Linked DNA regions of Mus musculus: all the other regions are linked to region 2. Evidence: chromatin contacts called from public HiChIP or PLAC-seq data. All regions are on one chromosome and are shown on one strand. Each heading gives the region's core, a stretch centred on a gene start, on an enhancer-like site or on the middle of the called end of the contact. The rest is flanking DNA. Distances are from core to core; before and after follow the strand shown.

What was found. HiChIP or PLAC-seq counts read pairs in DNA pulled down with a chosen protein or histone mark.
Region 1: a contact with region 2 is called in a FOXA1 HiChIP or PLAC-seq map of pancreatic cancer cells. The contact joins two enhancer-like sites. A contact is called at or near these places in 15 of 39 promoter capture datasets (3T3-L1-derived adipocytes, the HPC-7 cell line, HPC-7-derived erythroid cells and 9 more), 2 of 484 Hi-C or Micro-C datasets (cerebral cortex and embryonic fibroblasts) and 2 of 115 datasets of contacts at active chromatin or transcription factors (embryonic stem cells and pancreatic cancer cells).
Region 3: a contact with region 2 is called in an HNF4G HiChIP or PLAC-seq map of pancreatic cancer cells. The contact joins two enhancer-like sites. A contact is called at or near these places in 3 of 39 promoter capture datasets (3T3-L1-derived adipocytes, the C10 cell line and embryonic stem cells), 1 of 484 Hi-C or Micro-C datasets (embryonic stem cells), 1 of 115 datasets of contacts at active chromatin or transcription factors (pancreatic cancer cells) and 3 of 9 other capture datasets (embryonic stem cells, liver and pancreatic islet).
Region 4: a contact with region 2 is called in a FOXA1 HiChIP or PLAC-seq map of pancreatic cancer cells. The contact joins two enhancer-like sites. A contact is called at or near these places in 1 of 15 datasets of contacts at CTCF or cohesin (the NIH/3T3 cell line) and 1 of 115 datasets of contacts at active chromatin or transcription factors (pancreatic cancer cells).

What each region holds. Positions count from the first base shown.
Region 1 is chr13:34,419,313-34,424,882 of GRCm38.p6, forward strand. No RefSeq gene overlaps it. Among named protein-coding and RNA genes, the nearest start is that of Gm40908, 60 kb to the right of the region's middle. Within about 2 kb of position 1,514, at least 16 of the 459 cell types and tissues checked have an H3K27ac peak or open chromatin away from gene starts, as enhancers often do. A contact at or near this core is called in pancreatic cancer cells, where this site is marked.
Region 2 is chr13:34,210,181-34,215,591 of GRCm38.p6, forward strand. All of the region lies in intron 4 of Slc22a23 (solute carrier family 22, member 23), which reads right to left. Among named protein-coding and RNA genes, the nearest start is that of Gm52037, 15 kb to the left of the region's middle. Within about 2 kb of position 1,406, at least 32 of the 459 cell types and tissues checked have an H3K27ac peak or open chromatin away from gene starts, as enhancers often do. A contact at or near this core is called in the NIH/3T3 cell line and pancreatic cancer cells, where this site is marked.
Region 3 is chr13:34,052,808-34,058,858 of GRCm38.p6, forward strand. The region is part of intron 4 of Bphl (biphenyl hydrolase-like (serine hydrolase, breast epithelial mucin-associated antigen)); the gene reads left to right. Among named protein-coding and RNA genes, the nearest start is that of Bphl, 18 kb to the left of the region's middle. Within about 2 kb of position 1,329, at least 28 of the 459 cell types and tissues checked have an H3K27ac peak or open chromatin away from gene starts, as enhancers often do. A contact at or near this core is called in pancreatic cancer cells, where this site is marked.
Region 4 is chr13:34,395,876-34,401,855 of GRCm38.p6, forward strand. No RefSeq gene overlaps it. Among named protein-coding and RNA genes, the nearest start is that of Slc22a23, 54 kb to the left of the region's middle. Within about 2 kb of position 2,391, at least 68 of the 459 cell types and tissues checked have an H3K27ac peak or open chromatin away from gene starts, as enhancers often do. A contact at or near this core is called in the NIH/3T3 cell line and pancreatic cancer cells, where this site is marked.

The DNA of each region.
Region 1 (5,570 bases), core at 264-2,763, 210 kb after region 2:
GACTTGTCTGCTTCCATAACAACACGATTTTATCCCTTACAACAAATCCCTTTATATATAGACACATCCTGTGGCTCTTGTTTGGAGAAGCCTGACTAATATGCCACCCTTATAAGCGGAATAAGATGTCACACACCCCCCCCCATGGTTCTTTCTATGATTAAGTGAAGATTTTCTGAAACTCAATGGTAGTTCCATGGCAGTCATTGTCATTGTTATCATCAATCATCATCACCACCATCACCACCACCAGCAGCAGCAGCAGCAGCAGCAGCAGCAGCATCACCACCACCATCACCAGCAGCAGCAGCAGCAGCAGCAGCAGCAGCATCACCACCACCAGCAGCAGCAGCAGCAGCAGCAGCAGCAGCAGCAGCATCACCACCACCAGCAGCAGCAGCAGCAGCATCACCACCACCATCACCACCACCACCATCACCAGCAGCAGCAGCAGCAGCAGCAGCAGCAGCAGCAGCAGCAGCATCACCACCACCAGCAGCAGCAGCAGCAGCATCACCACCACCATCACCACCACCACCATCACCAGCAGCAGCAGCAGCAGCAGCAGCAGCAGCATCACCACCACCATCACCACCATCACCAGCAGCAGCAGCAGCAGCAGCAGCAGCAGCAGCAGCAGCAGCATCACCACCAGCAGCAGCAGCAGCACTGTCATTGGCAGCAAGAATCTGAGAGTAGTTCCAAAGTTAATTTTCAATTCTGGTCTTATCCACCTGACACAGTGGTCCATCCTCTTCTTGATACCTCACCTGTCCCCCTTCTAGTTGCTCCTCAGTGAAGGGATTGTTTTTCCTACCTGTTTAGCCTCTTTGGTCCCTCAGTTGCTTTCTCCTCCTTACCTGGACCTCTAAATACCATAAAATCTTCAGTCCTGTCTCTGGAATAATTAATTTTCTGTCTATAAATATAGGGTGGCCTCCCAGGGAGCAGCTTCTGAGGAGGTTTGGGAACTGCTCTGAGCACCAGCACCTGCTGAACAGGTCTGACTAGGGCTGGAGACCCACTGGACTGACTTGTGATGCTAGAAGAAACAATTAACTCTCACTGGGAGCTATGCAGCCAGGGTGGCCCTTTAGAACCAATACACTTGGAGGGAAGGCCCTAGACCACTGGGCGTGGCTTCCCAGAGGAAGAAGTATGACCCCAGGCCAGGCCACTGTCTTCTGCAAAAGGGAAGCCTGAGAGAGACTCAGCCAAGTGCCATCTGCCATAGTACTCCTGTGACTGGGAAAATGAACCCCCTATCCTCAAGGGGATGAGGTTGACACGGGAAGCCACTTCCCACTGTCAGACATAACCCTAGCACCAAATTACTAGAAGATTGAGAGGCTCTGAGAGTTAATTCATTCTATCATAAAGATTATGGGAGACAGAAATCTCGGAAAAGCACAGCAGGCAATTCCAGAATTGCACAAACAAAGTGGTCCCAGAGCTCTCTGTCACACTGAGTCAGCCTCCTGTCCACAGACGTCATGTGTATTTACATAAGATTTATCGCCTGTCTTCCTTGTGTTTTATTTAAGAAGCATCGAGTTATCCTAGCATCAGCTCTGATTCCTCCTTACAGTGAGGACTTAACTGAAGCAATTAGATTTGTGCCATTGCCTTCTCATCTAAAATGTACTACTTAGTCAGCTCCTGGGGTTTAGAGTACAGCCCTGTGTCTTATGTCCTCTGCACATGGCTGGAGGAAGGCTGTCCTTTCACTCACCTTTAAGCACCTGACTGAATTTCATTTGTCATCCAGGGATGACGGCAGCCATACGCATTCTGACCAAACACCAAGTTTAAAGAAGGCCTTATGCAACATAGATTTCACAGAAATGAGCACAGAACTCAGCATAAAACATTGTTTCATGATTATTTTAACCCTGGAAGAAAAACCAGGCTGCCATTTCTAATGAAAAGAATGAAACTTGAAGAGCAGTTCCCCAACTTTGTTAACTGGTCTCCAGCATGTGGAGGTCGAGGGGAGTGGGAGTGGGGGTGCTTTAACTGTGGGATCTAAGGAAGCGTTATGTTTGGAGCTGGGAGGGGGGGGGGCTGACAGTAAGCCAGCTTTGCAGCAGGAATTCCTGCCCTGGTTTCAGATCAGGGAGACTCACACCTCCAATGCCTCTCTGTTCTCTGTAAAATCAATTCATTAAGTAGACAAGAAGGGGTACCTTTATGGCAGTTAGCATAGAATTCCCTAGAGCTCTTCATTGTTTTCTTATAGGACATTCTGAAACACAATTCCTACCATTGCTGTCCCCAGAAGTTGCCCAGACTTTCCGAGAGCCACAAAGCATTCAGAGGCATCTATAGTTAGTGACCCTTCACATTCCCCAGAGTTGGGAAGGATGAAACTAGGTTTCAAGCTGTGTGGTTTAGAGAGTAAGAATTCACTAATCAGAATATACCATCCAATTTGGAACATGAAGAGGCAGTTGGCCCCATTTAGGTTTAGACGTAAATCTGAGCGAAAGTAGCTGTTGCTGTGGTTATTGGGTGGAATTCAAGCCATGTGCAGAGGAGCTGAATAACAGAGCTGTAGTCAAGATCCCAGAAACTGGCTCCCAGTGGAGTCTGTCAAACATGCCCCATTACTCAAAAGTGAAGGCTGACCAGTGCATAATGGTGCAAAGCTAGAAACTAATATTTTTTCTTCCTTTAAAGCACATAAAATTCTGATGCTGGACAATCGGGTTAAGCTCTGAAACTGCAAACTCAGACCTTAAGTAAACTGATGATAGACTCAGATGAGAGGCAACAACATCCTTCTGTTTCATATGATAATGTCTAGGCACCTATCTGAGGGTGGCCTGGGAGTCCTAAGCCCAGAGGAAGCTCTTGGGATATAGCAAAGCAAGGAACGGAAGACTTAGGTTTAGAGGCACACACTGAACATTCATCTCTCACATCACAGGAAGGCAGAAGATGGATGGAGTTCCAGTAAAGCTGTGCCTCAATTTCCCCCGGAACCAGATGGAAAGCAAGCATCCTTAGTGGCCGTCTTCCTTACTTTCCTATTGCTGTGATAAAACACTGTGACCAAGGCAAAGTGTAAAAGAAAAGGTTTTAACTGGGCTTATGGTTCCAGAGGGTTAGAGTGCTAGAATCCATGATGGTAGCATGGTAGCAGTAACAGCTGAGAACTTACAGCTTGGACCATGAGGGGGAGAGAGAGGAGAGAGAGAGAGAGACAGAGAGAGAGAGAGAGACAGAGACAGAGAGAGAGACAGAGACAGAGAGACAGAGAGACAAAGAGAGATAGAGAGAGAGACAGAGAGACACAGAGAGACAAAGAGAGAGACACAGAGAGAGACAGAGAGACAGAGAGACAGAGACAGAGACAGATACACACAGAGAGACACAGAGACAGACAGAGAAAGACACACACACACACAGACACAGAGAGACACAGAGAGACACAGAGAGACAGAGAAAGAGACTGGGAGTGGGAGAATGGCATGAGTCTTTTGAGGCATCAAAGCTCTCTCCAAGTCACATACCTCTGCCAACAAGGCTACACCTCCTAAAACGTCTCAAACAGTTCTACCAGCTGGGGACCAAGAATTTAAACATATGGGCTGATGGAGATCATTCTCCTTCAAACTTCCACACCGGCAAGGGGAATCATATTAGCCTTGGCACTGTGCTGGTACCAAGAGTGGCAGCCATCCCTTCTCTCCTCTGCTCTCTGAGTACCATCTACTTGTGTGGTAATCCAGACCCTCTACTGTTAGGGCGGATTCTTCCTTTGGATCTACTTCTTATCCTTGTGTTTAATAACTGTTCTCAGGAAGCTCTGGTAACTGATTTGGAGCAGGAACATAAGCTGTGCACAAAGTATGAGCTGGAATGTGGGAGGGGGTTGATGGAAGGGAACTAAGTCTGTCAGGAAATGTATGTTTCTGATGGACGCTTGCAGCCTGGATAGAGCATTGTTCCATCTTTGGGAATGCAAGCAGTATCTGCAGGAATCAAGTGTGTAGACTATGGGCACAGACTGTTAAGTGTTAGTGCTGGGACCAGGAAGAGATCTTTGCTGTGGTATGGAACGGAAATCACATGGTTTGACAAGGGTTTAGGTCATAGGAAGGCAAAAATATACTTAAGCTCTGTTGGTGTTTTTGTGTTTATCCTATAGAAGCAATTCATATCCAAGACTGCTAAAGCTCATTTCCTTTTAACCTTTGGTTTAAAAGATGTTGAGGCAGTAAGGTGTGGGGAGACTGGAGACCTAGGGGTCTGTAAGACAGCTCCGCTCTCCAGTCCACAAGCCATGTGATATGAAGAAGTCATTTGACTGCTCTGAACTTCATTGTTATATCCAAACAAGGAAGATGTAACATGGAATCTGTGAATGGGATGTGAAAATTAATCAAGAGATATGTCAATCCAACTATTAAAATAAGTAAATGAAAATAGAATTTGCATCAACTCATTGTGTGACAGTGAGACCTAGTGTCATTCAACGGAACCAACCATGTGCCTTGTCTTCCTTTCCATGTTCTGTCCTCACATAAGTTCCCCATTGCCTCTTCTGGAGGGAATCAGGATTGCCTTAGTGTCTGGGATGGAGGGATGAATGAAGCTTGCTCCCTTTGCTGTGCATGATCTTAGCAAAGCATGCAGTGGCTAGCAAGTGAGTCCTGAATTGAAGACTTTCAAACATTTAAACCATCCACTGAGACCTGCTAAGGAAAGGGTGAGGTGGACAGACAGGGGGTATGGGTGGTCTGTTCACTGTTTTCTGTCTTTTATCCTAAATATCTTTACAAGAAGGTGACTTTAAAAGAGTGTATGATCCTAGGAACAGACCATTATAAAGAAACTGAAGGCTTTGAGTCACTGGGTGGAGACCCTTTGGAGGAAAGAGGGAAACTGAATATTACTCACTAATTAAAGGGTATTCCTACTTAGTGCATCTTCAACATCCCTGCTGAAAGATTTGTATGCTAAGGCTTGGTACCTAGATGGTGGGACCTTTGAGAGGAAGGACCTTGGGGAAGACTGATAGCCATTTGAGGCATGCCTTCCAAGGGGATCTATGACCTGGGTTTCTCCCTCTCTCTTCTTCACTTTCTGGTCACAGGATGAGTGGTTTTCTGGCCTCACATGATCTCTGCTGCTTTACCAGGGAAAATCGATCACAGACTGCAATCTGCTAAGCGGGGAAGCCAGATGAGCCTGTCCTCTGTATGAGACAATGATACCAGGCATGTGTAGTAGGGACAGAAAACTGATTACAGTGACATGGAAAAGTGGAGAAATCAAAAGGCTTTCCTGGGCAGAGATATTTGGTTACCAAGAGAAGCCGCCTCTCCAAATGTTTTTTGATGATTTTCTGACCCATTCTTTCTGCATTTCTTCCTGTTCTGTTCTTTAAACCTTTTTTTGCAAATATCAAAAAGACAACACCCATGTGCTAGTCTTGCTTCAATTAAATAAGGATTTGGGGTTCTTACTGTAACTCACCACCACTCAGAAATTCAGAGAACGTATCTAATTTTGGTCATGGTTTTGCATGCTGCCTACTGGTTAGCAGAGAAAATGTGTCCACG
Region 2 (5,411 bases), core at 156-2,655:
ATCAAACTGCCACCTTTTTAGTACTGGTTTCACAGGTCCCCTACATCTCCTTCTATCCATCTGTATGGACTCTGACCAGCTGCCTGTGCAGCAGTCATTTAGCATCTGACACCTGACTTGAGCCAGGCACCAACAGCTCAGACTCTAACACATGCTCACCCTGTCTGCCCTCTGCCTGGTTTACAGGCTGTAGTGGCTTCCAAGCTGGCCTTCCATAGCCCCAGCTGCTGTGGTAGGGCAGTGAGATGGATTTGTGGAACATGTCCTTGTCCTGGGGACGACAGGAGCTCACTACCCTGGTAGGGCTTGCATGGTGTCAGAGAGCCATACTTCCCTATGTCTCAGACCTCTCGATACCTCTGCTTAAAGGCACATGTGTAAGCAATGGGATTCATGGCATTGTACAGAACTCTGTACTCAGAAGCTGAAATGAAGACTCTTCTTACCCAAGGGCTCCCAACATCTCGTGTGATCAGCAGGCTCCGAACAGCAGCTGAGACATTTCCAGCTTACTTTCAACTGCTCATTCAACTTTCATGATTGAAATGGGCACTGCCATTTGAACTTCTAGGTCTGTGTTCTTAATTACTTCTCTCATAATTACATAAACTTGCATATATACACTTTGATCATATTTCCTCCCCATTACATGCTCTTTCCTACTTTCTTCTCTCTCTCTGTGTGTGCATGTGGGGATGAGTGCACAAACATGTCCTGTTGCATTTAATTGGGGATGCTTCTGTGAGCATAGGTTTGGGGGAAGATAGTAGACTTGAGTCAGAACAACAGAAGAGGCTACGGCTCTGAGGAAGGTGAACCCCTCCCCACCGGCATACATGTGCCTTTGTTAGTATTACATGATGCTTCATTATTATCTAGGTAATGTAGGATCTTTTTAATAATTTATTTTTATTTCATGTACGTTGGTATTTTGCCTACCTATATGTCTGTGTGGGAGTGTCAGATCCTGGAGTTACAGACAGCTGTGAGCTGCCACGTGGATCCTCTGGAAGAGCAGTCAGTGCTCTTAGCCACTGAGCCCCAAGATAAGAAGGATTTCTTTTCTTTTCTTTTCTTTTCTTTTCTTTTCTTTTCTTTTCTTTTCTTTTCTTTTCTTTTCTTTTTTGCTAAGAATTTTACAGCCTTTTCTTTTCCCTTTTCTTTCTTTCTTTTTCTTTTGAAGCAGGGTTTCCTTGTGTAGCCCTGGCTGTCTTGAATACTCTGTGTAGGCCAGCTTGGCCTTGAACTCACAGACCTCCATCTGCCTCAGTCTTCTGCATGCTGGGATTGAAGGCATGAGCCAATATGCCCACGAATCAGTTGCAAACTGCTCACTGAAGCTTGTGAATGGATTGTTGTGTACCTATTCATGTTCCCAGAGACTGTAGCATCTGTGACTCATCTTTTCCCTTTTCCTGTGAGGGAGACCCGTTCCCCCTGTGAGTAATTGTTAATACAGATGAGTCCCGTGTGTTCTGAGAACCCTACAACCTTGTTTTATCTGTGATTGAATCTCTTTGTATAATGTGATATTTTAAAATAAAATTGTTTTTGATGGAGGATCATGTTGTGCTTCTCACGCTTGGGAAAGAAAAGCAAACCGATCTATGAACTCACACATCTTTTAAACTCATATTTAAGCAGCAAGCAGCACAAGTAATCCATTTAACAGACTTTCACTGTGCTCCTATTAGGATAGGTAGCAATGCCCTTATGACTTGAAGAAATGTTGTTGTCATTGTTAGAGGGCTCATGGAATCTTCCAGGATGAGAACTAAGTTCTGCACCAAGTGTATGCTACCTTTGGTGGCCCATGCACATTCCGGGCCTAGGAGCACCGCAGCATGGGATTGAGCTGAGCTAGCAGCCAAAGGACCTCTGGGAAGCCATGGGGGTATCTCTGTGCCTCAGTTCCTCTATCTGCTTGGGAAGCTACCACAGTGACAACTTTAGGGGTCCCTGGGAAGATCAACGTCACTTGGGGATGTAAGTGCTTAGTGTGGCTTCCAAAGAGCAGCCTTCAGCTGTGTAGTGATGCACACCTGCTGCCTCAGCTACGCAGGAGGACTGCTTGAGCTCAGGAGTCTGAGGCCAGCTTGGGCAATATAGCAAGACTCCATTTCAAAAACAACAAACAAACAAACAAACAACCTGCCCCACAAAACCACAATTTCAACAAATTATAAAAATCTATATGAGTCTGCTTAAAATGGTTTTAGTGACATGTACAAATTAAGACCATTTGCTGTCTTTATAGATAATGAAATTGTTAGCATTTTTAACTGGACCTATGTAGCTTGAGGCCATTTATATGTTTTTATAGTATTTCTCTGGAAACATTTAAACACAGGCACTTGTTTCTAAGGCTCTCTGTTCACTCCCTCCCTTGTGCTAGTTCCTTCTACAGCTGCTGAGCACAGTAGGTGCCACCTCCTCCCCCCTTCTTCCCACCATCACAAGAGTCCTTTCTCACCTGGAGAACTGGCCTAATCCCTTTCCTTTGTTGTTTCCTGTTATTTCCCATCTAGCTTCCCCTCTCTCAGCGTCATCTCCCGTGCTTCTAATGATTGTGATGGTTGCAAAGCTCTCTCGTCAGGATGAAATTCCAGCTCGACAAGGTGTGGTTAATAATTCACCATCTTCACACATCTGGTACATGTCTCTACACAGGGCATTCATGGTGGGTGAACCCAAGCTGAGGGTAGTTTCCAGCAGGTACCTGATGAAGAGTCTTGGCGGAGTGCAAGAAAGCCACCTCTATTGCTCCCCTGCAGGGGTATAGAAACAAGCCAGGAACAGAAACGTCTGCGAACAAGACACCTGTAGCTGCTGATGGGGTTGTCAGGTAAGCAAGGCAGGTAACCCAGTGCAGGCAGCGGGAACACAGCCAGGACGGGAGTTTCCAGAATGAGTCACATGTGTTTATAGCTCTGTAGTGCAGGTAAGGTGGTTAGACCGGAGCCCAAACTCCTGTCTCCGCCTGCAAGCACTTGTGGAAATACCGCTGATGCTGGATATCTGAGACAACCAAGGTGACGCCTGTGTCAGCAGTGGAAGTGACCTGGCTGTTGGCACTCACCCTTCAGTGAAACATCTGTTTCTCAATATAGAGCTTCAGATCCTGTTTTGTGAATGGGGTTGGACTCAGCCAACCGAGGGCACCTTAGCACATCCTTTATGCCCTGTCCTAAAGGGCACTGGGTCCCTATGCCACATGCAAGAGGACTGCTCTTTTTCTTGACACAGGACTGCTTCTCTGACCTCAGGACTCACCTGCAGCCCCAGAACACTTCATGTGTGTTTGTGGTATATGCATGTATGTATATATATGGGTATATGTTCAAGTGCACATGCCTACAAAGTTCTAAGGTTGACTTTAGGGACCTTTTGTGGTTGCTTTCCATTTATATATTCTCTTGCGTGAAGCCAGAGCTTGAGGATTCATTTAGTCCATCTAGCCAGCTTGCTTTGAAGATCTTCTTTGTTCCTACCACCTCCCTCACCTTCCCACGCTGGGATTACAGGAAGGCCACCACACCTGCATTTACATGGGTGGTAGGGAGCCGAACTCTAGATCCTTACACTTGAGTGGCTCAAGCTTCACCCACTGAACCATCTCCCTGGGTCCCTGGGAAAGCTTTTGGATTTTCTGGGTTTTTTTCCCAGGCAAACCTGGATCACTCTGTTGAACACTGCTGCCTCCCCCAGGAGGAAGCTTGCAGCTGATCTTGAAGAAAGCACATCCCTGGAATGTTAAGGCATACTGAAATCTACATACTCTAGAGTGCTTTGGGATGTAAATATTAAGTGTGGTTTTCTTTCCTTGCCTTGATGGTTTGTGAGGGCAGGGCTGTGTCTGCCTTGTTTATGAAGATAGCCCTGATACCTAGGAAACACAGTTTGAAGAATAGAGACACACACACACACACATATCTTTCATGGGTTCTTATTGAGTTGGCACACAGATGTTCACCAGCACAGGAGGGTACACAGCAGATGTGTGAGTAGTCTGTATTACCAAACCTGCCATGTCTTCTGGACCTGTTATGTGACATTTTCACTGTGACTGAGATGACAGCATGCACCCAACCACAGGGATGGCATGCACTGCCCCTGCTTCCTTCGGCTCCTCCAGAAAAACTCCAGTCTTTTCCATTTCCTTTCTGCCACTCCTCAGCAGTAAGTCCCGACCAGGAAATCCCCTACTCCCTGCCCCTCTACTACCCCCCAGTCTTCCACACTTGTAGTCTCCTGAGACATACTCATGTAATACAGACTTTGATACAGCGATGAGAATGCAGGGCAAGACTGTGTTTGTATGGGGAGCTCTTACTGAGGAGTTGTTACCAGCTATACTGCCAGTAGGCTGGGGCCAGCTGGGGCCAGCTGCAGCCAGCTGGGGGAGGCATCTTTCCCACTCTTGCAGCTCTTTCTTAAGGTCCGATTCACCCTTCTCTTACCTCCTACCTATCTCCCTGCTTCACCTGGCAGAATTCCTCTTATTCTTCTGCCCTCTGATGTTCTAGATCATGACTTTTATTCTCTGTATTCATTTGTGCACGGTGAATCTGGAAGGGTTTACATGGATGGGTCAGTTTGACTTTCTTCTGGATTAGGACTAAGATGTGCTGCCCTTTCTTAAGGGCTAATGAACGGCTAAGCAAACAACTACAGAAGAATTTCTACTTGGCACCAAGACAGGGTGCGTGGAGGCTGCAGATACCTTCACCCACCCTTGACTGTGCCCACTCACAGGTACAGTCTCTTCTGTACCTGCTTCATGACAAAGTGCTTAAGTGCCTCTGTGCAGCACCCTGGGGTGCCCACACACAAGCAAGCTCACCCTTGTTCTCTCTGCACTCCCCATTCCTTGCCTTCTGTAGCACTTCCTTCATCTCCAGCCCACAGAGAAAAGTCAGCTGGTTCTGCCTCACCCAAAGGTGACATGAGCTGTAAGCATCCGAAAGCAGCTTACTTTGGCATTGGTTCTCAGACTCACGGGGGGGGGGGGGCAGAAATCCTCCCCCACAGCCCATGACACAGACCTTCCAATCACCAAAGGGTACCTTCATTCGGCTGCTTCTCATGAATCCTTTGCCAAATCCCTACCAGTCTGGCTTGTACTGGAGGCCTTGTCCTGCGCTTGTATAGAAGGGCTGGCTGTATGCTAAGCATGCCTTTTAACTTGCCAGTGTCTAGATGTGTGGTGGCTATGCTCACCTTGGAGCACCCTGCCCAGCTCTGCCAAGGGTTAACTCATTCTTAGTAATACTAAGAGGCTCAGCTTCAGGTTTTACACAAAAATTAACCAGTCTAGAGACCATACCTTAACAACCTCTTAGACCTAGATCAACCTCTTATACCAAGCAATTACCCACCTGCTATGATAACCCCAGGGATGAATAGCAGAC
Region 3 (6,051 bases), core at 79-2,578, 160 kb before region 2:
CAAAAGCAACTACAAGAGAAAAGGCTCTATTTCACGTTACAACTCTCAGGTCACACTCTACCCTGAGAGAAATCAGAGCAAAAACTTGAGGTGGAAACCTGGGGGCAGAGATGGAAGCAGAAGCCTTGGGGAGATGCTGCTTACTGCCTTCCTCTTTCTTTGCTGAGTCTGTACACTTACAGTGCTCAGGACCACCGGCTCATGGGGTCCCACCCACAGCGAGCCAGGCTCTCCCATGTCAATCATCAAGCAATAAAATGCACCACACACTTGTCCACAGGCAGTCTGGTGAGAGCATTTTCTCAACTGAGGTTCCCTCATCCCAAACGACTCTCTAGATAGTGTGAAGTTGACATAAAACCAGCCAGCACAGCCAGCAATAGGATAGATGGACTTGCCAGCAAGAGTGAAGTCAAGCAGGCACAAAGAAATTTCCTTCTTCCTTGTCCTGTTATCTGGGCTGCCATCAGAAGGTGCCACCCACATGTGGAGTGGGTCTTCCTGTTTCAAATGATCTGATTAAGAAAATCCCTCATAGGAGTGTCCAGCAGCTTGCTTTTTAGTTGTTTCCAGGTGTGGTCAAGTTAACACCCAAAATTAGCCATCTCAAAACCTACAGATTTTACTGTGTTATATTTTCACTCAGCAAGAGATAGTTCAAAATATCTTTTCTAATAGCGCCTCAAACTTTGCGTTCATTTATAGGCATTTAGAAATGTAACGTTTAATTTCTAAATACCTAGGGTGTCCTAGATATCTTTCTGCTATTAGCATTTAATTCTTTTAGATTTGGGAAACATATCTGTCCGGTTTCAATTCTTTTACTTTGTTATGGCTTACGTTGCACCCTCGGATCTGGACTATCTAAAGTTCTAAAGTTGAATGCCGCCCCATCTCTACTCACCTTTCCTCTGCCATTCAGCTAACAGTCCACGCCCTCTGAATGCGTGTAGCCTTCTCCTGAGGGATCAGTCTCCCTCTGCCCTTTGCATCTCCTGGTGGCTTTGTTCTGTTCATGCCACACAATGACTCCTGAGTTATATCCTCCTCCCCCATACCCGTCACCCTCCTGCTAAGAACCTTGGCCTCTTGGGATATTCTGTCCTCCAGAGGGGGTGGAATCCTTTGTAGGACAGAAATCAAGCAATTCCATCTCCCACTTAAAAAACCCTTGGAACTTCAAAGAGGTCCACTCAGCTTCGCTACCCCCCCCCTCCCCGGTCTGGCTCCACTCCAGTTTCTAACTCTTCTGTCTTCCTGTGGGCTGCCCTTCCTCAGTACACCTTCCCCTCTCTCCGCCCACGTCCTTCTCAGTAATCACGCAATAGCAGCTCCCAGGGTGCTCTGAGGTGTCCCGCAGCCCTCACCCTGGTGGGCCTTGTAATGCTTCGCACATGCCCACACGATGACACTTTGTCCTGGGCACTCTCACCCTTTTACCCCTTTGTCATAGTCACCAAAGAGTGGGTTTCCGATGTGTCCCCTGCTTCCTGAAATGAAAGCTCTCTCTGTCCCACAATACTCTTCACTGTCCAGGATACCTCCAATTCCCTCCTTCAACACCCTGGCCACTTTCTCAACCCAGAAGGAGGCCTCTGGCCCACCAGCCCAGTGGAGACACTGCCTTCCATGTAAGCAAACCCTCTGGGCTCTTGGCTGCTCTGTGTCCTCCCCCAACCCTCCCTCTAACCTTTGAAAGCAGTCTCCTGCTGTGCATGGTACAGTGCACTCCCTCTCCACGAGCTCCCTCTGGGTTGGCTTTCCGGCCACTGTGCTGTCATGGTCCTGGCATCCCTCTCTGTTTGCTCTCTGACTTTGATATTTGGGACAGCGTCATTGAGGCCCTTGGAGCTGGCCTTGCTTTCTGTTCTGATCCTCTCCTCTTTTACTCTGTGTGTGTGTGTGTGTGTGTGTGTGTGTGTGTGTACATGTCTGTGTGGGGGCACTCACACACACACACATGCATGCATCAGCGTGGGGGTGCATGTACATGTGGCTGTACACGTGGAGGCTAGAGGTCCACTTCCAATGTTTGTTTTCTGCAATGGGATCTCCTACTGAACTTGGGGTTCACAGCTTAGCTGAGGCTGGTTAGCTTGTGAACTCCACAGATCTGGACTGACATGCTGACTGACAGCCTCATCTTCCCCACCTTTAAAGATGGCATCTCAGTGTGTTGCCCATGCTGGCCTCAAGCCCTTGGGCTTGAGCTATCCTCCTACCTCAGCCTCCGGGGTAGCTCAGATTGCAGGTGCACTCCACCATGCCATGCTGTCCCCACTCTGTGCCCTTCTGTTTTCTCCTGAGCCCCACACAATGGACTCTTCATGTGATTCTTATCTGATTGCCACATAGATACCTCACTATGTCTACAACCTGAACTCAGTCGTTTCTCTCTATGTGTTCCTCTTGCTAAATGTCTTGCCCTAGTAAATGATTTACCTGGGAGTGCAGTACATACTGGGTTCAGATTGGAACACAGCCTCCCATTACCTTGGCTTTACTCTCTGTAGCTTCACTCAGCTGTGTTCTGAAATTGTTAATGGAAAATTCCAGAGTAATCAATCCTTACGTCCTAAATTGTGTGCCACTGTGAAAAAAATGTTGGTGTATTCTGCCACACCTGATGCTGCTACATGCTACCCAGAACACAAACCATCCCTTTGTCCAGTGTGTCTATTACGCTCTGTATGCTACCTGCCTGTCTGCCTTAAGAAACCATGTTGGGCAACAGATCCACTGTCAGCTTGCTGCCATCCCTGCATGCCATGTGCGCTTGTTTTACTTAAAACACGTCACATAGTGAAGACGGATGCTGGCAGCCCCACTACAGTGTGTTCTAATTGTTCTGGTATACATTAGTTATTTCCAATCTCTTTTACTGGGCCTACTTAGCAATAAATGTCATCATGGGAGAACACAGCATTTGTAGAGTTCAGCGCTCTGTGGTTTCAAGAAACCAGGAGTCCTGGTGGTTTTTCTTATGAATAGGCAGCTGCCATACCTTGGATGCTGTCTGCAAGCCCTGTCTGTAAGACTCTTAAGGTGAAAGCTGTGTCTTTCATCTTAGTTACTAGGTTACTTATCTGACAGCATGACTGAAGCAACTTATAAAAGAAAGTGTTTAATTTGGGGCTTGTGGTTCATAATCACCATGGTGGGGAGCATGGCAGCAGGTAAGCAGATATGATGCTGGAGCAATAGCTGAGAGCTCACCTCTGATCCAGAAGCAAGAGGCAGAGAAAGCTCACTGGGAACGATATAGGCTGTTGGAGCCTCAAAACCCACCCCTCAGTACACACCGCCTCCAACAAGGCCACACCTCCTAATCCTTCCTAAACAGTTCCACTTGCTGGGGACCAAGCATTCAAACATATGAGCTTTTAGGGTCTATTCTCATTCAAACCACCACATTATCTAAGTATATATTGGTGGAAACAGGAACTTAGTAGACTTTCTTGGTGCTGAACTAAATTAATAAGTTTTCATTATGGATCTAGTGTTTGGCATGGGTTATATGCTCTAAAAGAAAGAGGGGGGAGGATATATCAGTTTCTTTGGGGATCCAAATTCTGTTTTGAATCAGCAAACAGTTTGATTCAATTGGTTATCCTGGGCACTTGCCTATGAAGCATAATTACTAATTTTGGGTAGTGATTATGCTTTGGGACAGAAATGACTCCCTCTTCAAAGAAATTATCAGAAGTAAATATGTAAATGCAAAAGAAACGTTTTGAGTCTGTGTTACATGCCAGACACCATTGTCGGCAAATTCCATGTAATTTCTTACTGTTTATTCTAGAAGGTTAATATAATTCATAGTTTCTGATTCAGAAATTAGCAGAGAGGTTAAGTAACTTGCCCATTTTCACACAACTGCATGTCTAGGCACTGGGACTCCTATGCAATCCGTCTGACTTCCAAGCCTGCACCCACTGTAAGACCTCAAGCTCCCCCAGCAGCTGCTGCATTTCCCTGCCCTGAGATCTTTTGCTATTTCTTCTGTGGTCCTGAAGGTTTACCGCAGATCTGATATTCCCATAAACACCTCTCATTTCAAAACTCTACGTAAATTAATCCACTAACAGGACCTCATTCTGTTCCCAGCTGAAGTACCTATGCTTTAGCAGGGGACACTGTGCTAAGCACTAACCCATTGGGTTCTTGGAAGCTTCTCCTTTCTCAGCCATCACAACACAAGGAATTTGTTTTTCCTAATTGATTTTTCAGATTTTTTATTATTTATTTTTATTTTACATGTATCTGTATGAATGTGTCAGAACTCCTGAAGCTGGAGTTACAGACATTGATGAGCTGTCATGTGGATGCTGGGAATTGAACCTGGGTCTTCTGGAAGAGCAGCCAGTGCTCTTAAGTGCTGAGCCATCTCTCTAGCCCCTAAAGGTTTTTTTTTAATATAATATTTAGCTATTATAATTCAGCCCTTTTGGCATAATTGAACTATGCTGGTTTCCACCATTGGATTGTATTCAGATACTGTTGGGCAAATCTACCAAGTAGTTTGTACACTCCTTTCCCCATGGACAACTGGTTTACCTCATGTTGGTGGAGACACTCCCACCATGTCCAGTGGATGAGTTCCCATGAAATCAATGATGGCTAGCTGCACAGACCACATGACAAGTAACAGCTGGTTACACTTGTCTGGAAACAATGAGCATGAACTCAGATTGGCCTTGGCTCCTCCTTGCTGATGGCTGTCTGACCTCTGGAGCAGCCCTACCCTGAGACAGCCCCCACCCCACCCCACCCCCCCCCCCGCATTGGCCTTGTTCTCAGGGTTTGCTGTCTCTCTTATGGACTCAATCATACATGTTCACTAGTTACTGTGGCTCTGTTAAATAATAAGAATTGCATTTCATGGATTTGGGGAGAAACCTCAGTTGGCAAAGTTCTTGTCGTGCATGCTCAGTGCTGAAAAAATCAGACAGGCCTCCATAACTAGCCAACCGAGCCTTACCCATGAGCCTTGTCTCATCACAGGTAGAGAGTTTCTGAAGAGGAATAGCACTTGATGCTGTCCCCTGATCTCCACATATACATGTTCTCAAACATACAAAAGAACTTTTTAAAAATTTTCTGTTCGTGAGGGTTTTGCATCCATGCATGCCTGGTACCCACGGAGGACAGAAGAGGCATCGTATCCCCCAGAAGAGGAATTACAGAGCTGCCATGTGAGTGCTGGGAATAGAACCTGGGTCCGCTGAAAGAGCAGCCAGTGCTCTTCACTAACCACTAAGCCATCTCTCCAGCCCCTATGAAAGATTTGTTTTAATAATTATATTCTATGAAAGATGGGGTTGTTGTATTGCATGATGGCCCCTCACAGGGTGTGTTCTCCCAGGCAGCTCAGAGTGCAGGTATCCACAGAAATTTTTAACTTACTATTATTATATTTTAGAGGATAGGAGTGGCACTAGGAATTAAGCATAGAGCTTCACACATGCAAATATCTTACGATTGAACTTCCCTCCCTCCGGGCTTTCATCACATCTTGCTAGCCTCTTTCCCACTCTACCAACTTTCCGTTACTTATTCTGAAGTCTACCCCCTCTTAATTTTTTAACCAACTTAAACACGCCCCTCTCTGAAATCTTTCCCATTTTTACCAAGCAGCTCAACCATCCTAGTCTCTGCAGTCAACTCACCCTGTCTTCCCTCTGAACATCTAGACCAATTTTCAGAGGCAGAGATAGGCACCTCCTTCAGAATGCAGGTTAGCTGTAAAGCACAATGATTTCCCGCATTTGAGTATTTCCATTCAGCGAGTATACCTTGAGAGCCTACCAGGTGCTGGGAGCTGTCAGTACTCTGAAGAAAATACCATCTGATGTCAACGTGTGTTACTGGTGTCACCTGACCTTTGTGGTGTGTCCTTAGCAATGCACAGGTTAAATACTTTCATACACCACATTTAGTAAGTTCAAGAGCAGCAGAGTCTTGACCACCGTGCTTAAGGAACTACAGAAAAGATCAGGTGGAGTAAATCACATTTGCTGCCTTATTTTAAACGTAGAGGTTAGCCTATTA
Region 4 (5,980 bases), core at 1,141-3,640, 190 kb after region 2:
TCACCTTCCTGTCCAGATGTTGTTTGTATAGAGTCTATGGCCACAGATTAGATTATTCATGTTCATGCATACATTTGGGATATTATATTTTGTTATCTGTACTCTTCTGTCTCATTGGACTGTCATCTATAAATTCATGTGCCATTTTTTTTTTTATTCAACACCAAGGTTTGTGTCTGTGTGTTTGTGTGAGTGTGTGTTTGTGTGTGTGTGTGTTTGTGTGTGTGTGTTTGTGTGTGTGTGTTTGTGTGTGTGTGTGTTTGTGTGTGTTTGTGTGTGTGTGTGTGTTTGTGTGTGTGTGTGTGTTTTAACAACTGGGGAGAACATCAATCTTCCCCCCTTTCCTTCTCTTAATCTGTAGCATGGCTAGTTTTAGTTTTTTAACTCTTAACTCCCCCCCCCCCTTCCTCAAAGCTCTTGGACCATAGATGCAAGCCAGCACACCTGACTCTTCCTTTTTCTTTTGTCTTAGAGTTATCCTGGGATATGCTTGCTTGATTATTTTGAAGGCATCTGCTTATTTACCTTTGAAAGTAAAAAACATGTTGGGGAATTTTGAGGCTGTTAAGTCCCGCATTTATTCAAAGGAGATGCAAATTCTTAGAAAGACCCTAGATTTTTTCCCTTTCAAGCAACAATTTGTGATGGAGCTCACAAATAATGTGCTACCACATGAGAAAGGCTACTATCTGGAACAGTGGGGCTAATGGGCTTTAGATGCTCCTGAGAGGTTCAGACTAACTGAGAAGGACACAGCAACACATTATACAAATCAGGGTATTTCTCCAAGAAATGCTAGTACTTCAGGCTCCTTGGGATATACTAGAAGATCTTTCGGGGGGGGGGGGGATCATTATTTTTAAGGGTAATGACAGGTTGAGGACCTACTATAGACTAAAGCTTGGAAGGAAACTTACATACAGTTGGATTCTATTTCAAGGAAGAAATATCCATAATGGATGTTAGTGAAACAATAGATGAAAATTGAATTTGTATTGTGAGTTAGACCTTACTATTATGTCCATTTAATTTACCTGAACTTGGTCCTTGTAGTATGGTTAGAGAGAGACTATCTTGTCTTACAAAATCCGTGCTGAAAATTTTGGGAGTAAGTCACATAATGTTTGCTATGAGTTCTTAAATTGTCCAGAAAAAATAACATGTGTGCACTGAGAGAGAAATGGTTAAAGTAAAGGAAGCAACTCATTAATAATTGATAATCTGAGGAAATGGTAGAGTGGGTTAAAGTGCTTGCTGCATAATCGTGAAGGTCCGAGTTTGGATCCTCGGTGCCTATACAAATGCTGATATGTGTGTATGTGTGTGTGTGTGTGTGTGTGTGTGTGTGTGTGTGTGTGTGTGGTCTGCCTGTAATCCAAGTAGACCAAGCTGGCCCTAGATTGATGGGCTCTGAATTCAAACAAGAGACCTTGCTTCAATATACAAAGTAGAGAGTAAGCAAAGAAGAAACCCAACATCAGTATCGGGACTCCATATCGATGTATGCACATGCACTCATACACATAGTGCACATTCAAACACACATGCATAATGCACACTTACCACATACAAAACATATGCAAAAAATTAAGGTGGAGAACAATATAGGAGTACACCTGACATTAACCTTTGTCCTTCAGGAATGCACACATGCACATATGTAATCACACATGCATGCATGCACATGTACAATCACACACATGCATACACATAAGTAGAATTGGTAATCTGTGTGAGGACTATTGAGATTTTTGCAATTTTGGTAAACTTAACACTATTCAAAGGGAAGGAAGATGAATGAATGTTCAAGTGAGTAGATTGTGCTAAGAAAAAATGTTTAAAAGAGTAAACTTGCTTTTTGTCAATTCAAATTTGATTTTGACTTTTAACATATTGTTCAGAAATAATCAATTCAGGCCAATAAACCTTATTTTTAACCCCCTTAATTAATCTTTGCTGCTTTGATTAAAATTCACATATATGAGTGTATATCCTCCTCCACCACCACTCTGTCTCTGCCTCCAGCAACTTCTATCTGCAGCAAGACAGCTCATCTCTCTTGGGTACCTGTCATGCACCAAACAAAGATCCAGGAAGCATGTGACAGAGCAGAGCTTGCTCCTGAGAGATCGGTGATCAGTAAAATGATATTTGATCTCAGAATTCAAAGTCATTTATGAAATCCCCTCAACACTTCTTTGGGGATGTGTGTGTCCCGGAACGATAACATTAATATCCATTGCTGCTACCATAAACAGATGCTCAGAGTGTACCAGGCTGATATTGTGTGACTCACATGCTTGAATTGTTTACTCAGACAACTTTGTATGCTCTTCATCTGACAAGCAGGAAGTGAGTAAACCATTCCCTGGCAAGCAGGAGGCATGCCTCTTTGTATGCTCTGCCAGGTTCCTACTGTGCAGAATGAACACTCTGGGCCATGAGGTAGAAATCAGGCTCCTAAGCTACAAAGTTGTGAGAAACTTCCACGGTCCTAGGGTTGGACTGCTCGTTGCCTTAGAATGCATAGACCAGTGATCCAGAGAACTGGTGTTCAAGTTGCAAGGCACTCCATCTCTAAGAGCCTGGAGAAGGGCTTTCTTCCCAAAGAGTGCCTGCTCCAGGAAAGGATTCGCAAACAAAACCTGGGCAAGCAGAGGAAGCCACAGGAACCACGACAAAAGGAAACAGATGCTGGCCCCAAACAAAGAGAAACTCGAAGAGGTGGGGACAGTAAGGCTCAGCAGGAAGTTAACGGAGCTGCCCCGGGTGATCCTGACCCCAGAGGCTGAGAGGAAGGGCTTCTACTTGGGACAGTCATTCATACTAGTGATGAATGGGACCCTGAGTTCTTGCCCTTCTACTGTGGGTCCCCTACCCTCTCGAGTGCATGGCATGAAAAAGGGAGAGAAGGAAGAGAGTGAGAGACAGAGAGAAAGGGAGAGAGAGACAAGAGAAAGACACACACACACACACACACACACACACACACACACACAGAGAGAGAGAGAGAGAGAGAGAGAGAGAGAGAGAATTAAAGTTCACCTTATTAATTAATGAATCAAAGATTTTTCTAGGTTATTAAGCCCCACTTCTTGGCAGGGACACATAAAGAAATGGCTCATCTGGGCTGTGGTTGTTCAAGTACCACTCAGCATGATTCAGCAATATAGTTGGTGCTTCACCCAGCTTCTGGTATCTGCCTCTTCTTGTTTCTGTGCCTCCCGTGGTTATTGTTAACACAAAAGCGGCCTCAAAGGGAATAAGAGATAAAAATGTATTCTGGAGTTAAATAAGAGCGGCCATGGCTCAGGAACACAGAATTTTCCCCAAGTACCATAAACTTTTTATTAGTTGCAGAATAGAGAAACTCATAAATCATGGTGTTTACCAAATACCTCTGTGGGGGCCGCAGGTAAGCGGGTTGCTGCAAACAGCAAAAGCTGCCCTGTGCATTTGAGATGGTAAATAATGGTATTCCTAGTAACTCTCCAATTTTGAACTTTGGTCATTTGGCCATGGACACTCTTTCACACAGGTGCAGCCCATATCTCTTCCATTCGGTAACTTCAGCTCACAGCATAAATGATTCGTTTCCTCTGAAACTCACATATGATGCTACAATTTCAATTCAGCGGCATCGGGGAGTTGTAGAATATTTACGGGGCCCTGAGACGTAGCCTTTACAGGTAGATCATTGTTTTCCCTGAGAGACTGGGCTAATTTTCTTAAGGCTGGCTTAGTTACTTCAAGAACAGATTGTTACGAAGTGAGTCAAGCACTTCTGTTACCATGACACATGGATGCTTCTCCTCATTCGACAACTACACTCCTTTCTTTCCACCATGAGGTGAATGAGCACATTGTCCTTGCCAGGTGCAGCCATTCCGTCTTAAAACTTCCAGCCTCCAATCTGCTGTAGCTGAGCTAACCCAAGAGAAGGAGACCAGGACAGGCTCTTTATGAATTGGAAGGCTTTCTCGAGTCACACAAACCCACCCAGGGCACACAGTCCTGTGACAAGTCTAGAGGCAGCCCTGAGCTAAGTGAACAGGGGATTATAAAGGTAAAAAACACAAGTTCAGTACCTCCCGTTGACATAGCTGTGATGGCTGTTAGCAAGCATGACAGGATGCGAACTTTTAATAAGAAGAGGGCACAGTAGTGTCACCATGGTGCCTCTGTTTGATCGGAGTTACAGAAGCAAAACAAAGTATATTAGAGAAAGTTTCTGTAAGGGTCGCACATGCCCTAAGGTCAGACTGACTGTAGTTTCAGCTTGAGGTCAGGATTTAGCAAATATGTTTTCCTCACAAAAAAAAAAAAAAAAAAAAAAATCCATTTTCCCCAGTCTCCGGTATTTTGTTTTAGCAACAGAAAAAACTAAGACAGCACCCAGCACTGGCCTTGTTCTGTTTCAGTTTTGATGGCCAACGCCTGTACATCAGTTGCCCTTAGTGACTAGAACCAGTTTGTCTCCACATGTGGAATTCTGTCCTAAGCAAGGGCTACCCGATGAAGTAATATGGAAACCTGGCTTAGAGCCCTTGTTCTGATGTAGGACAAACTGATAGGAGGGATAGTTTTCACTTTGAATTTCTTGTCAGGCATCACCTGGAGTTTGGCTTGGGGATCTTGCCTTTCGAGCTGTGCGGTTTCTGGGCCCTTCCCAGCTCCTCAGGAGAATTACCTGCAAACAGCACTTGCTCATGCAGCCAGATCTCAGGACCTGCTTCTGGGGAGCCTGAACCTAGATGACCCCTGACATAACCTTGAGATTTTTAAGAAAAAAATGGCCCTGGATGTTACAAGAAGGGGCCAAAAAGAATCTTCAGAGTAGGGCCGGTGTGAGAACAAACCTTCTAAAGTGTCTTTTAAGGTACAGACTCCTGAACAGCGAGAGGCATGACTAAGTATGAGGTTTTCAAGACTCTGACAACAGTAAAAGATTTCTGAATGCACAGCAAACAAAAATGAATTAAAAAACGAATGAGGTAACAAAGCTCAAGAGTTTCTGTCGGTGGTCACCCGAGTTGCCTTCCCGTGGCTTCACCGCAGCCTCCGTTCTGAACACACATGTGTGATTTGCTCTCTGAACACACTCACACCACTCCATCCCAGTGGTCTCTGCCTGGAACACTTCAGCTCAGAAATAAGACACTGTGTGTTATAAACCACAATGTTTACCCTGTAGCTACAAAGTTTTCTATTCTTATGGAAACATCCTGTGCTATACTTATAAAAAACAAAGACTAAATGTTTCCTTCTGCCATTACTCAGTGTGCAGTATATCTTTGCAATGTATCCTATTAGAATTCTTTCCTTCCTACTGAGTCCGGGCATCAGGCATCCTAGCCAGACCACAGATTTGTGATGTAGCCAAGGATAAGCTTGGATATCTAATTCTCCTGCCTCTATACCCAAAAGAGCTGGGATTCCAGGTGTTTACCACCACGTTTGGTTTGTGTATTACTGGGGATTGACTCCAGGGCTTCATGGATGCTAGACACACATTCTATCACCCAAGCTATAGTCTCATTCTTATAAGATTTGATTTTTTAAAATTTCTATTTGCCTGGAGTTTCATAAAAATAAAACCAGAGATTGGGAAGATCGGTAAGTAGATAAGAGCGTTTACTGCTCTCGAAGAGGGACCTGGGTTAAGTTTTCAGCCCCTGCATGGTGTTTACAACCACCTGCAACTCCAGTGTCAGGGGATCCAATGGCCTCTCCTAGATTCCACAGGTTCTAGCATATATGTGGGCACACACCAAACAAACAAACAAACAAACAAACAGAGAGAAAGAAAATTAATTTGTGCTTGGGACTCAGAAAGAATTTCCAATGACTTTTTGAAATGGTCCTGAGCACACTTCTGTAACTTTGGACTACGTGTTTATACAAAGCACTATCTTCAGCATTAATGAGTATAAAATCAAAATATTGACCAACTTGAAACTTGTAGAATATGCTCTTCATC